Linked DNA regions of Mus musculus: region 2 is linked to region 1. Evidence: chromatin contacts called from public HiChIP or PLAC-seq data. All regions are on one chromosome and are shown on one strand. The core of a region is the stretch at or near the end of the contact, and the rest is flanking DNA. Distances in the headings are between cores, read along the strand shown. Region 1 overlaps Gm41362 (a long non-coding RNA gene). Region 2 holds the start of Pdgfb (platelet derived growth factor, B polypeptide).

Region 1 (7,458 bases), core at 2,077-4,576:
GCTTGTCAGATCCCCTGGAACTGGAGTTACAGAGGGCTGTGCTACTGTGTGGGTGCTGGGAATTGATCACGCTTCTTCTGGAAGAGCAAGCACTGCTCTTTACCACTGAGCCCTCTGTTAGACCCTCCCTCATTTTAACCTTATAAGCACATGGTTCAGTTTGTCTCCTCTTTCTGAAGCTCTGTGATCACCTCTGGCCTGGATATTCCATCTGAACCTCTTATCTCACCCACAGGATCCTCGAGCTATGTCCAGTGACAGATTCATAGGTACTGAGAATTGTAATGTGGGAGTTGACAGCAATGGGGATGGAGGGCTGTTTCTACTACACGGACTGCCCCTTCCTCCCACACTTAGTCACCCCCAGTTCCTAGAATAAGGTTCAGAGGACATGAATTCCAATGCTAATCAGCAATTCTCTCACCTGAGCGTGTGACAGGATCATTTTGGAGATGGTCCAGTATCAACAGTGTCACCAGGTTCTCCCTCATTCACATCTGGCAACATGTGGGGCAGTACACAGCTGTGTTCCAGCTGAAGCCAGTGAGTCAGACTCAGACTTATCCTACAGTCAGGAACCTGAGGCCCTGAGAGGCAAACAAAGTCCCCACATGCATATGGGGCATGTCTGCATATAGGTGGCCACCTCTCTAGACACACCAGAAAAGTGCATCAAACCCCATTACAGGTGATTGCTGGGAATTGAACTGGAAGAGCAGTCAGTGCTCTTAACCACTGAGCCATCTCTCCAGCCCCCCACATCTGTAATCTTACCACTGAGGAGGTGGAGGCAGGAGGATCAGAAGTTCTCGGTCATCCTTATCTTTACAAACCTGGAATACTCAGAAACTCCCTTGGGCCCCTTGCTCCAACCGCCCTAGCTGCCTAAACCTTTTCCCACAGTCTGGTCCTGGTTATGAATGAGCCAGCAACTAACAGGTATTGTGAGTCCCAGAGGAAGCCCCGGGTCATCTGGCCACACTGCAGTGACTGCTTGAGGTCTCCTGTGGAATTCTGGCACAGGATAGATGGGCAGGGAGCTGGGCAGGGAGAGAAGGGGCCTTGAACTCCTCCTGCCCCATCTCACCCTCCTTCTTGTCCCTCCCTGAGGCCTCAAGGTGGGAGGGCTACAGGTAGCCCCCCCCCACTCCCCTGCTCCATTTCCCTGGGGCCTGGAGTTGTGGGGGTGAGCATGAGAGACAGAACAACAGAGCTTTGAGGTCGTATCTGTGGCGGGAAGTGGGGAAGATAAGGGCTTCTCACTTTCCCCGCCATCCAGGGAGAAGATAACTAGGGGACGGGGGTGGGGGTGGGGGTTGTGACAGTCCTGGGTCCTCACGACAGACTAGCAGTGCCAGTGAGGCCATCCACCTGCCCCTGGGTCTCCCACTACCCATCCATTCCCCAAGACTCCAGGCTGAAACCAAAGGAGCAGCTCGGAAGGATGGCGGAGACGAGAGGGCAGATAAAGCTTCAGGCTGTGTTGGCCTGTGCCCAGACTCCTGTCACCCGAACTGCCCTCACTCCTATCCACCTGCACTCTCCCAAGCTACCCCTATGGCACAGACTGCCTGTAGCCGTTTACCACTGCCAGCCCTTAAAAGTGGCCAGTCTAGATACATATGGTGCCACATGCTATATAGTCTTACAGTAATCTCTGGAGAAAAAAAAAAACTCGACGGGATTAAGGAGTGGCAGAAGTTCGAGGCTAGCCTACACCACACAGTATACCCTGTTTCCGTGTCAGAAAACAAGCAGGCCTGGTGATCTGAGTTGGATTGCCAGGGAGAGAACCAACTCCACAGAGCTGTCCTCCAAACTCCACACGTCTGCCCTTGGGTACAAACACAAAGAAATGAGAATGGGCTGTGTATAATAGGCTGGATGTGAGTGGGGTGGTGTTGGCGCACACCTTTCATCCCAGCAGGAAGGAGGTAGAGGAAGGTGGGTCTCTGAGTTTGAGGCCAGCCTGGTCCACAGAGCAAGTTTCAGTATAGCCAGGGCTACATAGTGAAACCCTGTCTGGAAAAACCAAACAAAAAAACAGTAGGATGGATGTGTAGCTCACTGGTGGAGTCCTTGCCTGGTGTGTGCTGGGTCCCTTTCCAATCTGCATGTGTGAACACAGGTTTGGCTGTGTTGCCTCCTGAACTCAGTGGCTTTGTATCTGAGGGGGCAGGTCACATATGGCCCCAGCAAACATGGCACTCCAGGAAGTCCCTGCAGTCCTTCTGTCCATGCTTTTCCTGTCACTCTTTATCCCTCTGGAGCCCAGGGAGGACAGGGCTGGAGTGTCTTGCGTGGCTCTCACTCTGTGTTGTCCACCCCTTCGTCGGGTTTCCTAAGGAAAGGAGCGGTTCTTTGTGGGCAGAGCTATCATGGGAGGCCCAAGGCTGCACCTGGGCTGACCACCCACAGGTCGTCAAAGCCAGTGAGTCAGTCTACCAGTTTCTCAACAGAGGGGGGCTTCCTCCTCAGCCCAGCTTCCTCCCCAGCCTCTCCACTCCCACCCTTCCCCTAGTGGAAGCAGCAGGTGGCTGGAGCACTGAGGATCAAGAGACAAATGTACTCCTTCCCCTAGACTAGCAGTCCAGAGCTGCCTCATGCTCTAGCCTTTCCCAGGACTGAGCAAACGGTCCCCAGGTCTGGACCAAGGTCCACACTGGCCTTTATCACATCTGCTCTAGCACCAAGTCTGATGCTTATAGCAGCAGCAGCATCTTTAAATGGGGAAACTGAGGCCCACAGGAGGCTCTTCTCTGAGGTCACAGAAAAAATAAAGAGGAGTAGGTCTCAAGTGTCAGGCCTGCAGTGCTGGGGCCCCTCAGACCTCCTTGTCCCCATTGTCCTGCCCTCTCCCCCCTCCACACACAGTGACTATGATGCTGAGGACATTCTCAGTGTGGCTTTGGCCTGAGATGGATTCGTGTCTCTAGTGTCCTCTGCTGCAACTCAGCCTCAGTTTACTTATTGTGAGCCCTGCTGCAGGCAGTGCCCAGCACCTTTGAAACCAGATAGGATGTTGCCAGCCTGTAACCCTGGAGCTCAGGAGTAGAATCGGGAGGATCAGAAGTTCAAGATCCCCTTCAGGAACATAGCAAGTTCGAGACCAGCCAGGTGTCTGTGAGATCTTGTCTCAAAAACAAAACTCAACTAAAAAAAAAAAAAAAAAAATTGCTCCAAGGAACCTGAGGCAGAGAAGGGATTTCAACCACCCTGGAGAGGATGTCCTAGGTCCCCAGAGACTCCACCCACATCCCTGTCTCCTTCAGGACTGCCTTGGCCCACCCCTCTGAGCAGGATGTGGCTTCTGAATGTAGGTGGGGAAGAGGAAGGCGTGGGGGCAGGGTGCACAGGAATCTACATCCTGGGGACCAGGAGATGGCAACTCCAGGTGTTGGGGGCCCAGCTTCCGGCTCAGGCCTAGGGGAGAAGCCTTGAGCTGCCTCCTGGGATACAGCATCTGGCCCGGAGCCCGGAGCCCAGAGCCCCTCCTAAACCTGGTGCCAGTATTTCCTCTTCCCTTTTGGTTGGGGAGACATCCTGGAGCCAGTGCTCTGGGTCTGGGTCCATAGGCTTGACTCATCCTAAACTGTGCCTCCCGACTACTCTCAAAACCTCCAGGTACCTGGCAAGTGGATGAAGCTGGGTGCTGGGGCTTCACAAAGCATTTACATTGAAACATCGTTGAGCAGCAAAGTTCTTCATGTGTTCAACACCTTTAAGCCAGGTAGGGGAGTTAGCAATAGGGGAAGGGTGGGCTCTAAGGCCATCTAGTCTCTAGCCAGCTAGCACTAAATACGGGGGAGGTCTTGTTTTTGAATCCATAAACCTGTGTTCAACGTAAAAAAAAAAAAAAAAAACTTCAAATCTAGGGAAAATTTTTGCTTGGTTGTTTCTGAAACAGAGTTTCAAGGCTCGAGAGAGGGCTCCACCATTTAAAAAAACAAAACAAAACAAAACAAAACGCTGGCTGCTCTTCCAGAAAACCCAGGTTCAATTCCCAGCACCCACATGGCAGCTCTCACCTATCTGTAACCCCAGTTCCACGGTTTCGGATGCCTTCATACAGACATGCATGCAGAAAAAACACCAGTGCACATAAAATAAAAATGAATTATAAAAAAGAAAAAAAAAAAAGCAACACGTAGTTGGGGATGGCCTTGAAGTTCTGATCCTCTTGACAGCTAGTCATAAGGAGATGTACTGACGGCTAGTCATAGGTGATTCTGGGGAATCAAACCCAGAGTCCTGTGTACGCTAGGCAAACGCTACATAGACAGGGCTCTATTCCCCAGGGCGCTCTAAGGAAAGCTTATGAACAAAACACCGGGTTTGCAGGATATGGCCTGTGGGCCATCAGTGGACCACGTGATCTCCTCCATGGATGCAGCCATGCTCTTCCGGATGAAGAAAATGAGGCAGAGGGGGAACGGCACGCAATGCCCAGAGTGCGAAGCAGTGGATCCTACGCTCAGACCCAGGCCTCCCCACTCCCCAGCCTATAAAACAGAGCACAGCTCTCCCTTCCAGAGCCTAGCTAATTAACAATAACGGGGCCCATCCCAGCCATGGAGGAACCAGGAAGTGCTTCGGGAGCTGCTCCTGATCCTAGCATTGTCCATGGTGCAGAAACAAGGCTGACCGGAACGTGTGCTTCTAAGGAAGGGGTAAATACGTCTTGGCAGGCATCTGCTCTCACTGGCTCAGGAAGAATGCACCAGAAATGGACCGGACAGTGGGAGGAACGCTCTTTCCCAGGAACCTCTTGACGCATTTTAATGGTTGGCTATGTGATTAGCAGCTTTTCCTCAAGAAACCCGCCGGCTGCTGGGGCCCCATTTTGTTTATTTGCGTTTAACTATTTCCTCTTCTTCCTCTTGTTTAAGTCTCTAAGTCTGGGACATAAAAGGGGGTCTGCAGGTGTCCCTGAGGTCCCCACAGAGGATGGGGGAAGGGATCCTCAAAGAACCCTACTGTACCGTACTGCTCATTGGGTCCCTCTGCACAGCTCTGTGAAGCGGTGACACACCCCCCCTCATTTTTACACGGGAGGAAACTGAGTCAGGAACCGGATGTTGAGGAAGTTGGCTCAGGGACAGGCCAAGTCCCGGGGCCTCCCCTTCGTCAGCCTACGCTTCTCACCCAGGGCTCTGTGTTCAGTTCAGTTCCTGGCCCAGAATGGTTTCAGGTTCCTTCCCTGAGTCAGGTGGCCATTCCGGCCCCTCCATACCCCACACTCCCGCTGTCCAGCTGGGCTGAGAGCAGCTGGACTTCTTCCTGGAATGCCCCAGCCGGGGTCTAAGGACCGGCTACCAGCCAGTCAGCCTTTACCATCCTTAAACCTCTGGCACAGCTTGGGGCTGAGCAGCTCCCAAAGGAGCTAATAACTGGTGTGTGTCCCTGCCTCCACTGAACATCCTGCCCAAGTGGGTCCATAGGCAAAGCATCCTGGGAATTCACAGTGTCCCTTGGCCCAGGAAGAGATAGCTCACCATCTAACTGACTCTTTTGATGAAAAGACCAGCAAGGTTAAGATATTCGCTTAAAGTCACACAGTAAAGAGGCACAGAGATAACTGCAGCAGTTTGGATTTGCTCGTAGAAGAAACAGAAGAATACATCTTCACTGGGAAGATTCTCAAGGGACACCCATAACTCCTTTGCTTTCTGCCTGCTCCTCCTTTGATTGGTTCCCAACAGTCACATTGTGAGGGTTAGTTTTTGCCAACTTGATACAAACCTAAGCCTATGGCCCAGCCCACTGTGGTCAGTGCCACTCCTGGACGACTATAAAAAATGAGCCTTGGAACAGGCCCGAGCCTCCTTCCACAGCTCCTGCCTCTGTTCCTGCTTGGGTTCCTGCCCTGACTTCCCTCTGTGACAGACTGTGCGATCCACACGGCTAAGCCAAATAAATACTTTCCTCCCCAAGTCGCTTTCATTCAGGGTGCTGATCACAGCGACAGAGACAAGCTAGGACTCCTCCCTCTGGATTTGTCACGGCTCTCTGGATGACTGCTCTCTGCCTCCTGGGAGGCTTAGGTGATATCTGCCTTCGTCACCTCTTATCTCCAAACACTTTCAACTTTAAATTCCAGCATCTGGGAAGCAGAGACAGACAGCTCTCTGTAATCTTAGGGCCAGTCTGGTCTACATACCAGGGATACATGGTGAGATCCTGCCTCAAAACAAAGCAAACCAAAAAAAACAAAAACAAAAACAAAAACAAAACAAAAACAAAAACAAATTTTTAATTATATGTATATATGGGGTCAGAAGTGGGTATGTGCACATAAGTGCAGGTACCCTCAGAGGCCAGAAGGGGGCGTCAGATCCCCTGGAGCTCAAGTTGTGAGCAATTGAGCAGTTCACTTATGTCCTGGAAACTGAATTCAGGTTCTCTGCAAGAGCAGTACATGGGTTGTTGTTGTTGTTGTTGTTGTTGTTGTTGTTTTGAGACAGAGTCTCACTACGCAGCTCAGGCTGACCCAGCCCTAGCTGTACATCTTTCCAGGTTCAGGGCCCTTGACCTGGGTTGTCAATACTGAAGACAGTAGCAGGAAAGATCAGAACAGCCACAGTGGATGTTGGAGCGTGCTTGGTCTCAGATGAAGCCTGGCGAGTCTCCAGCCAGCATGTGTCCTACAGGGCTGTGGCTTTGTTCCTTGTAAAGGAAGACAACAATGACCCCTCCTGGCCTGTGACTGGACCCTGTGAGGGTCCATCGTGTGGGTAGAATTTCAAAAGACGCTTCAGGGCCTTACAAAGCTCAGGTCTGGATGTGTGTGAAAAGGACTTGACTTCCCAGAGAAGGGGGGACTCTGAGATGTTTCCGGACCAGAAGGCAATGCTGACCACCTGCCTAGGGAGGGCAGGGATGGCACTCAGGGACGGGCACTTCCTAAGCTAAGTCAGAAGCTCTTTTGCAAGAGGCCGACAACTTTTTCAAGGACAAGGGTATGGCCAGAGCTGACAGGAAGCCAGCAGGGGAGGAGGGACTCTCCAAGGGGCTTCTGGGGTGGAAGTGAGGCTGAGGAGTGGGAAAGTGAGGCCAGAGACCAGGTGAGTCCTCCACACCCATCTCTGGCCTCCTGGGAAAGAACTCTCCTCTGAGCCCTCTGTCACCTGCTTGTGGCCAGGCCTGGGCTGCTGATGGCCCCCTGTGCTGACTCATGTCTGCCTGCCTGGCCCTGGTTGGAGGCGGGGGTGTACCCCAATCCCTGCTTGACCTTATCAGGCCTTGCTTGTATCCAGCTGCCTGGACATGGGCGTGGCCTTGGCCCTTCCTCCTCCTGTGGCCCTGGTTGAGCAAGGCCTGCAATGAGGTCATGGGAGCCCAAGGCAGGGAAGGCTAGGGAGTATGGTAGCCTAAGAAGGGACAAAAGCAACAGCCAGCCTGGGGTGTCCTGTGAGGCTTGCGGGCTGGTTCCTGACTCCTGGGATAGGGCTGGGCGCT
Region 2 (7,458 bases), core at 3,162-5,661, 35 kb before region 1:
TGGGCCACCCCGTGACCCACTGCAATCCCTGTCCTCACCTCCATTCAAAAGGACCCAACTCCCCTATTATGCATAACACTAACCGAGTCCAATCTGCTCCATATTTTAGGTAAGAGAAACTGAGGCCCAGCCTGCTTCTCCTTCTGTATCTTCCCACCTCCTTTCCTCCCCGCTGACAGTCCAGGTCCCAAGATAGAAGAGTATATTCTCAGGGGGCGGGGCGGGGGCGGGGTTCATTGGGGCCATATGCTGTTAATGAAGTACCTCAGAGCCCAGTGGTGATGACACACACCTTTAATCCTAGCACTCGGGAGACAGAGGCAGGACGATATCAGAGTTCGAGGCCAGCCTAGTCTAAAAAGTGAGTTCCAAGACAGCCAAGTCTACACAGAAAAACTCTGTCTAAATAAACAAACAAACAAACAAACAAGGGAAGGTCAAGGGTTCAAGCCCATCCCCACATTCTGTCTTTAAAACCACATGAGACCCTAGAAGAAAACAAAATCACAAACAGGACATCAGAAAGAGGGAGGGCATCTCGAACACCAGGCAAACGCCTCAAGTTAACTCCTACACACAACACACACCCTGGCTCTTGCACTAGGGCCTCCAGAATCTATCACCTTGACTTTCACACATCTGGGCAGGGGGATTCCAGCCAAGTGGGACCCCCCACCCTCGTGGGACCCCCCTACCCTCCACCCGTGGACATTAGCAAGCCAGAAGGAGACGTGGTGGTTGATAACTATTGGGGGGAGGGCCCTCCACTCCTTCCCGGCAGAAGGGTGCTGAGGCAGACAGATAGTCACATGACAGTCACCTTCTGGGAAGCCAGCTCAGCTGATGGAGACGGGCCTCAGCAGCCTGTTCAGATTCTCCTCCAGTACTGCCTCAACCCTACCAGCCTGCTCCCAACGCTTAAGCTTCCATGTAAAATACAGCCAACTACAGGGTCACCCAGAGAGGCAAGTCCTGCTTGTGTCTCCCTACACTGGTTATTTGGAGCTTGCCTGGGCTGGTCTCTATGGGGACATGTCCGCATGATTTCAGTCTAATACCCCTAAGCTTATCGGGAAAACCTTGGACAACTGCAAAACGCAGTGTAATTAGGGTCCCAGTAGTCTACGAAGGGACAAGGCTGAATTTCTGAGCAGCAGCCTCAACCCTAAATGCGACTGACTGCAGTGCTGCTGGAGGAAGATGGACTGGTAAGAGAAACCTCATCCAGATGTTACATATCCAGCAGTGCCCATAAGGAGGGCTCCATACTCCTACCAGGATTAACCAAGTAAGGGAGGTTGTGGGTGACACACTCAGCAGGTAGGTGGCGTCCCTCTGTCTTGATGATCAAATGGCTATTCGTTGCATGGCTATCCTGCACTCCGGGGCCTCCAGGGTCACACCAACATCACACCACGTGGGGTGGTTGAAAAGCCATTATAGAAGGGTAAATTTTGAGGGGTTGCTAAGCTACTCTAAACAGGCCAAAATGCGTGCTGTGGAGTCCAGATCAGGATCTGGGGTTGTCCCTCCCTTCTCAGAACCCCCAGGAAGGAAATGGGGTGGCTACAGAGGCGGTGGAGTGCCAGAGCGCACTGAGGGCCCACCTGTTGCGTGGGGGCGGGCACCTGGCGCTGAGTGTACAGAGGGACTGTGCGTGCCTGTGTGCGTGCGTGGGTGTGTGAGCGCACGTGTACTCGGGCCGCGTGCGCGTGTGTCCCGCGTGTGCACGGGCGTGGCGGCGGGCGCGCGACCTGGCCTCCTTAGTGCGTGCCCGTCGCTCTGCGCTCCCGCCCGCGGGAGCGGAGCATCGCCTCCGGCCAGGAGTGTGCATGCGTGGGGTGAGTGAGCGAGTCGGGGGCCGGGCGGGGTGGGCTGCAGAGAGCAGCCGCGGGGTGCCGCGGTTCTCAGGACGCCCTGGCACCGGGCCAGCCTCCAGGTCCCCGAGGCGCGGCGCGGCGAGGCGGCAGCTGGGGCCTCCTGGCGTCCCCCTCCCCAACAGCTGGCCGCGGCCCGGGGGGCTGCTAATGAGGAGGGGAGGGGGTGCCGCGAGCGGCCTGCAGCGGCCCGGCCAAGCCCAGCTTGCTCTCTTTCGGGCTCCGGCCACGGGGGGCAGCCGCGGAAGGGCGGGGCCCCCAGGGCGGGCGGCCGGCGGCCCTCGAGGAGCCCCAAGAACAAAAGGAGACGGCGACGGCTCCTTCGTGGTCAAAACAACCTGCTCTGGCTGCGGCCCAAGGTCGGGCTGCGGCCTCGGAGCCCTCCGCTTTAACCCCTTCCCTGCCGCCTCCTGTCTCCTACGCTTGGCCGCAGGCGATCCGGCTGGCCCGGCGAGCAGTCGACTAGGTGTAGAGTCTAGACCTCCGCAGGAGAAGGCGGGACAGGACCCGGGCAATCCGCTCTCCTGGCCCTAGCCTCGCTCCGGCTCGCGCCTCCTCCTGCCCCGCCCCCTTCCCACCTGGATTCCCGGTAGACTTGCCAACTCACTGCTACGTGAGGCTGGGAGGGGTAGGGGCACTGATCCGACCTGATCGTTCCCGCAGACGTTTCCATACCCGACCGCCCTTGCAGCTAGGCTTCTGCAGGCGTGCGCTCCGCATCCTGCTTGCGGGGAAGAGAAGTGCTTCCTCTCGTAGGGTGCCGGCGCAGGTACTGCTGGGCCTCAGACACACACCGCCCCGGGGGCTAGATTCCTTCAGACCAACACCCCCCCCCCCGCGCGCGCGCCCCACCTCCAGTCCTGTCTCTACTCCAAGCGTCTGAACCTACCGTCTGTCTGTCTGCCTGTCTCTCTAGTGTCTCCGTCTCTCTTTCTCTGGACCCCTTGCGCCAAGATACAAGGTGCTTTTGGATCGTCCAGCATGACCCCAAGGTGCCCACTCTAGACCAGTGCAGAAGCTAGGGTGGGACCAAAACCCTTGCCAAAGATCTCTGGATATCCTGAGTTCGAAGGCACATACTTCTAGGGCAGGCCGGGTCCTGGGCAGAACCAAAGCCCAGGCTGGTTCTGAGGAGGACACAGGAGGTCTCGATGCCTTAGACACCCTAGATATCACCTCACCTTTTCCCCTTAACCGGGAAGCTTAAGATCTCTAGCTCCTGAGGCAGGGGGCAGGGCAGCACACACCTTCTAGGACACTAAAAGCTTTAGGGATCTAGATTGGTCCACTGGAAAGAAACCCACCGCTGCCTCCTCCCCAGGAGCCCAGCACCCCGGACCTGGCCTCCCAGCCCTTGGGGCCACCCAGTGCCCGGCGCCTGACTCACGCGCTGCAAGGCTCCAAAGTTCACTGCAGGGAGAGGAGGGGGCGGCCAGGCGTGGGGGCTGGGACAACCAGGGAAGGATCCAGCCCTAGCCGCCGTCGCAACTCACCTCGGCGCTGACCAGACGCAGGTAGCAGCAGAGAGGAAGGAAGAGCGCCCAGCAGCGATTCATGCCGACTCCGGGCCCGGCCCCGCGGGGCCCCGGACGCGTAGACGGAGCGCGCCGCCCCCGCGGCCAGGGTTGGGGGCTGGGGAGGAGGGTGGGCTCCGCTCGGGTCCCCCGCGATCAGGCGATCAGGCCGCTGCAGCCGCCGCCGCGGCTCACCCGCATGGCCCCCGGGCGCCGCCGCCCCCGGCCCCGGCTCCGTCGCTGGGGGGCTGGGGAGGACCTGGACAAGGGACCGGGGTCCAAAGCCGCTACCTGGGCGGATCCCGAGCCCACGCGAGCATCCACAGTCTGGGGGCTGCGTCGCGAACCAGCCAAGGCGTCTAGCCGTGTGGGGGCGCGCAGGGGACTCCAACCTCAGAGAGGAAAAGGAACACGGCAGCCGATGGTTCGTCTTCACTCGCCCGCTAAAGGCGTGTTCCTCTGCCTGCTGGCTTAGCTTTTTTGCAACATTTTCTGGAACGGACCCCCAGATCAGAAAGCGCAGAGCTGGGGACCTCCAAGCCCAAGTCTCCAAAAAAAAACTTTTTCCAAAGTTGGCTTTGCAGCGGCGGCCCGAACACCCGGGCAGGGAGAGGTGCAAACTCCCGCCCGGGCCGGGTGGCGGGGCGGGAGCGTGTGCGCCCTGGCGCAGGGCCCAAGCGGCGGGCACGGCTGCTCCGAGAGCGCGGCGCGCCCACTGCGCGCTGGGCTGGTCCGGGCCGACAGGTGGACGCGGCTCGGGTCAGTCTGTCTATCTACCCACTCGCTCGCCACTCTGGGCTTCCTCTGCGGGTTTCGAGCTGCGGCTGCTCCGGCTTTCTCGTTGCAACGAAGCTAGAGGGTGGGCTTTTTTTTTTTTTCCTCCTTTCCCTTTTGCGCGTGTGTGTATGTGTGTGTGCGCAAAATATCTCTCTGGAGAAAGATGGGCGCTGGCGGCCGGAGGGAAGCCCTCAGGGAGGCAGCGGGGGAGGCAGGCAGGCTGCTCCCGGCTGCAGGAGAAGTTGCCACCCTTCAGCTGTTCCGGCCTTTATAAAGGAGAAGGGAGAGTGCAAGAGGTGGGTGGAGACAGCCTTTCCTCTCCTGGCCCGGAGTCAGCGCCGGGAGGGGGCAGGAACCAAGGGAGGTCCTCAGGCAAAGACTGCTGCTTGAGGGGTCTCTGAGAACTACGCAGCCCCTGTGACTGTGAATCTAGCCTCTTGGCAGGAACTGAAGGTGAACTGCGGCCCCACCCATTAGCACAGTGTTTAGGGGCCTGTCTGCAGGGCCAGGACCAAGGCCAGGAGTGTGGCCCCTGAACCCCAGAACCAGACATCTGCAACCTGGCAGCTTAGATTCCATTGAGTCTAATTAAATAGCTGGGTCACCTTGGGCACGTCACTTTCCTTCTGTGATTCACCCTACATTCTCTAAGTGGGGGACAAAGTGTGTGGATTAAATGTCAGAATGATCAGAAAACATCCAGCCACACACCAGCCCCAAGGTTGAAGCTCTAAACCCACAGCCAGCGGGAACCCTTCAGCTACAAACTGGGTCTGCCTCTCCTTGCTTGTCGCCTGGCACACAGCATGCGCTGCCATGCCAGCATAAGCTGAATTTGAGTCTGTTGAACTGCAAAGTCACTCAACCCACCCCACCCCCAGCCCTGCACCATCCTCCCAAGGACTGCCACCAAGATGCTGCCTTCAAGTCACCAGGGTGTTTACTACCCCTCTCTGCCCCCCACCCAGTTCCAGGCCCAGAGGCTACCCACCCACACCAGCACTCTCACAGTTAACACCTTCCACCCCCAGCTCAGGGAACTGCTGTGTCCCTGCCTTCAGCAGTCACACTGTCACAGTGACACAGTCACACGCAAGCACGCTTGCCAGCCCAGCACCCACCACAAGACCGGCAGGCTCACTGCAATGCCTCCTGCCTTTAGGGCACCTTGCCCTCATCCACTTCTGCTGCCTGTCATCTCCACTTGGTCTGTATCCCCATATCCACTGAATGGTGCTGTTGCCTCTCATGGCCCTGGATGAGGTGGTACTGATAAGGAAGAACCTCTCGGGCCTCTTTACACGTGGCTCCAGGTACCCCATTTTTCCAAATGACTAGCTAGCAGAGTGGCTGGGAGGTAGCCTGGAGCAGGTGACCTCTAAGGTAGGTTAAGCTCACCAATGGTACCTTGATTTCCTCTTCTGTAACTCGGAGACATAACCGGAGGAGAAGAAGAATTGCAGAGGATCGTGGGAAAATGAGAGGGGGCTGGCAATGTTTGCCATCTCTGTGACAGTGGGCTCCATAGGTTGGGTTGGGGGTCTGGGGAGACCCCCATTTGGTAAAATGCTTAGAAGAGGAGCTGAGTCCAGTCCCAGAACTCATCTAAACAGGCATCGGGAAGGTAGAGACTAGCACTTGCCGCCCGCCCAGACAGTCTAGACCAATCTGTGAGCTTCAGGCCAATGAGAGACACTATCTCAAAAGACATTGACAGTGTTTCTAAGGGTGACACTGGAGGTTTTCCAGTCACCTGAACACACGCGCAGGCATGCACACACACCACACACATATACATGAACTTGGTTTTAAACTGATACGTGCAGTACCTTGATGCAGTGAAAGGGGTTTGCCCTCCTCACAGAGTGGCAGGAAGCATACAAAAGAGACTCCTCCCTAGGACCATCATCCAGGACAGACAGATATGTTGAGACAAGATGACAGATAGCCCTGTTTGGGTGGAAATAATTCAACACACTTGACCCCCGTGTCAGAAGACTTAGATATTTAAAAGTACTTCCTCCAGACAGCTGGGTGAACTTGGCCTTGCTCTTGCCCGATGTCCTTATCTGTAAGTACAGTGGTAGAGCCACCAATGAGCTGACCCTGCGTCCCTGCAGAGCTTCTATAAGATATGTTGTTATTTTATCTTACCACCGTGGAGACTGGCCCACATAGGGACTGAGCAACTTGGACTAGATCACACAGTTCTAGTAATTTATGGGGCCACAACTTGGACTCCAGGGGTCCATCATTTTTATTATTGATTGATTGATTGATTAGATTTGTGTGTGTAGGTGTTTTGTCTGCGTGTGTATGTATGCGTGTGTATGTCTGTGCATTATATGCATGCATACAGTACCCAGAGAGACCGGAAGAGGGCGTCAGATCCACCAGGACTGAAGTTGGTTGTGAGCCACCAGGTATGTGCAGCTCTGGAAGAGCTGCAGCTTCTCTTAACCATGACCTGTCTCTCTAACCCCCAATAAGGAGGCGTTTTTGCACAGTGCTTCTGTGAGTGTTACACACCAGTACACATCTAGATGCTCTGTCCCCTGAAAGATGGTGTTCCCAGAAGGAATTTTGTTCCATGTCCTGAAGGAGCACACGGAACAGACATGAGGGGTGGAGCAGGGGAGCAAGGCTGTTTAAAGCAGCAGTCTTTTTTGGTTTGTTTTTGGGTTTTTTTGTTTTTTTCGAGACAGGGTTTTTCTGTGTAGCCCTGGCTGTCCTGGAACTCACTTTGTAGACCAGGCTGGCCTCGAACCCAGAAATCTGCCTGCCTCTGCCTCCCAAGTGCTGGGATTAAAGGCGTGCGCCACCACTGCCCGACTATAAAGCAGCAGTCTTGAGCACCTACTATGTGTAGGCCCTAGGTAAAGCATTTAAGAAATGGAATGAGGAAGGAGACCAGTCCCAGGACCTAAATGAGAGACCTTTAACTCCGTGTATGCAGACAGTTACATTAATGCTGTATGCAGGCTAAGGTGACAGGACATGTGTGCACAGGGATGAAGAGATGGCTCACCAAATTCAGTTCTCAGAACTCACTGTGCAAAGGTCATAAACATCTCACTCCAGTTCCAGAAGATCTGGCACCCCCTTCTGACTTCCCTGGGCACTGCCTCCCACCCAAATTACAAAGTAAAATAATAATAATAGTAATAATAATAATAACCCCAACGGGATAGGGGCAGAAAAGGCAGCAGGGACTGCAGATGCTGAGGTGCATGCTGGGAGAGCCCCTCGATCCTCCTTAAACCTCGAACCTCGAACCTCCTTAAAAGGGA

The links. HiChIP or PLAC-seq counts read pairs in DNA pulled down with a chosen protein or histone mark.
Region 2: a contact with region 1 is called in a BATF HiChIP or PLAC-seq map of CD8 T cells, with 29 read pairs. The contact joins the promoter of Pdgfb here to the enhancer-like site in region 1. A contact is called at or near these places in 10 of 39 promoter capture datasets (the C10 cell line, cranial neural crest, embryonic stem cells and 5 more), 2 of 15 datasets of contacts at CTCF or cohesin (CD8 T cells and the NIH/3T3 cell line), 29 of 484 Hi-C or Micro-C datasets (the AML12 cell line, B cells, the BV-2 cell line and 21 more), 25 of 115 datasets of contacts at active chromatin or transcription factors (CD8 T cells, the HPC-7 cell line, T-cell acute lymphoblastic leukemia and 15 more) and 4 of 9 other capture datasets (adipose tissue, embryonic stem cells, liver and 1 more).

Annotation. Positions count from the first base shown.
Region 1 is chr15:80,046,940-80,054,397 of GRCm38.p6, forward strand. Gm41362 (a long non-coding RNA gene) reads right to left here. Exons shown (of 3, transcript XR_875493.1): 3 at 6,279-7,458. Among named protein-coding and RNA genes, the nearest start is that of Gm41362, 9.1 kb to the right of the region's middle. Within about 2 kb of position 3,327, at least 29 of the 459 cell types and tissues checked have an H3K27ac peak or open chromatin away from gene starts, as enhancers often do. A contact at or near this core is called in CD8 T cells, T-cell acute lymphoblastic leukemia, Th1 cells and 3 more, where this site is marked.
Region 2 is chr15:80,010,566-80,018,023 of GRCm38.p6, forward strand. It overlaps Pdgfb (platelet derived growth factor, B polypeptide), which reads right to left and starts at 4,412. Exons shown (of 7, transcript NM_011057.4): 1 at 3,371-4,412. The coding sequence starts at 3,433.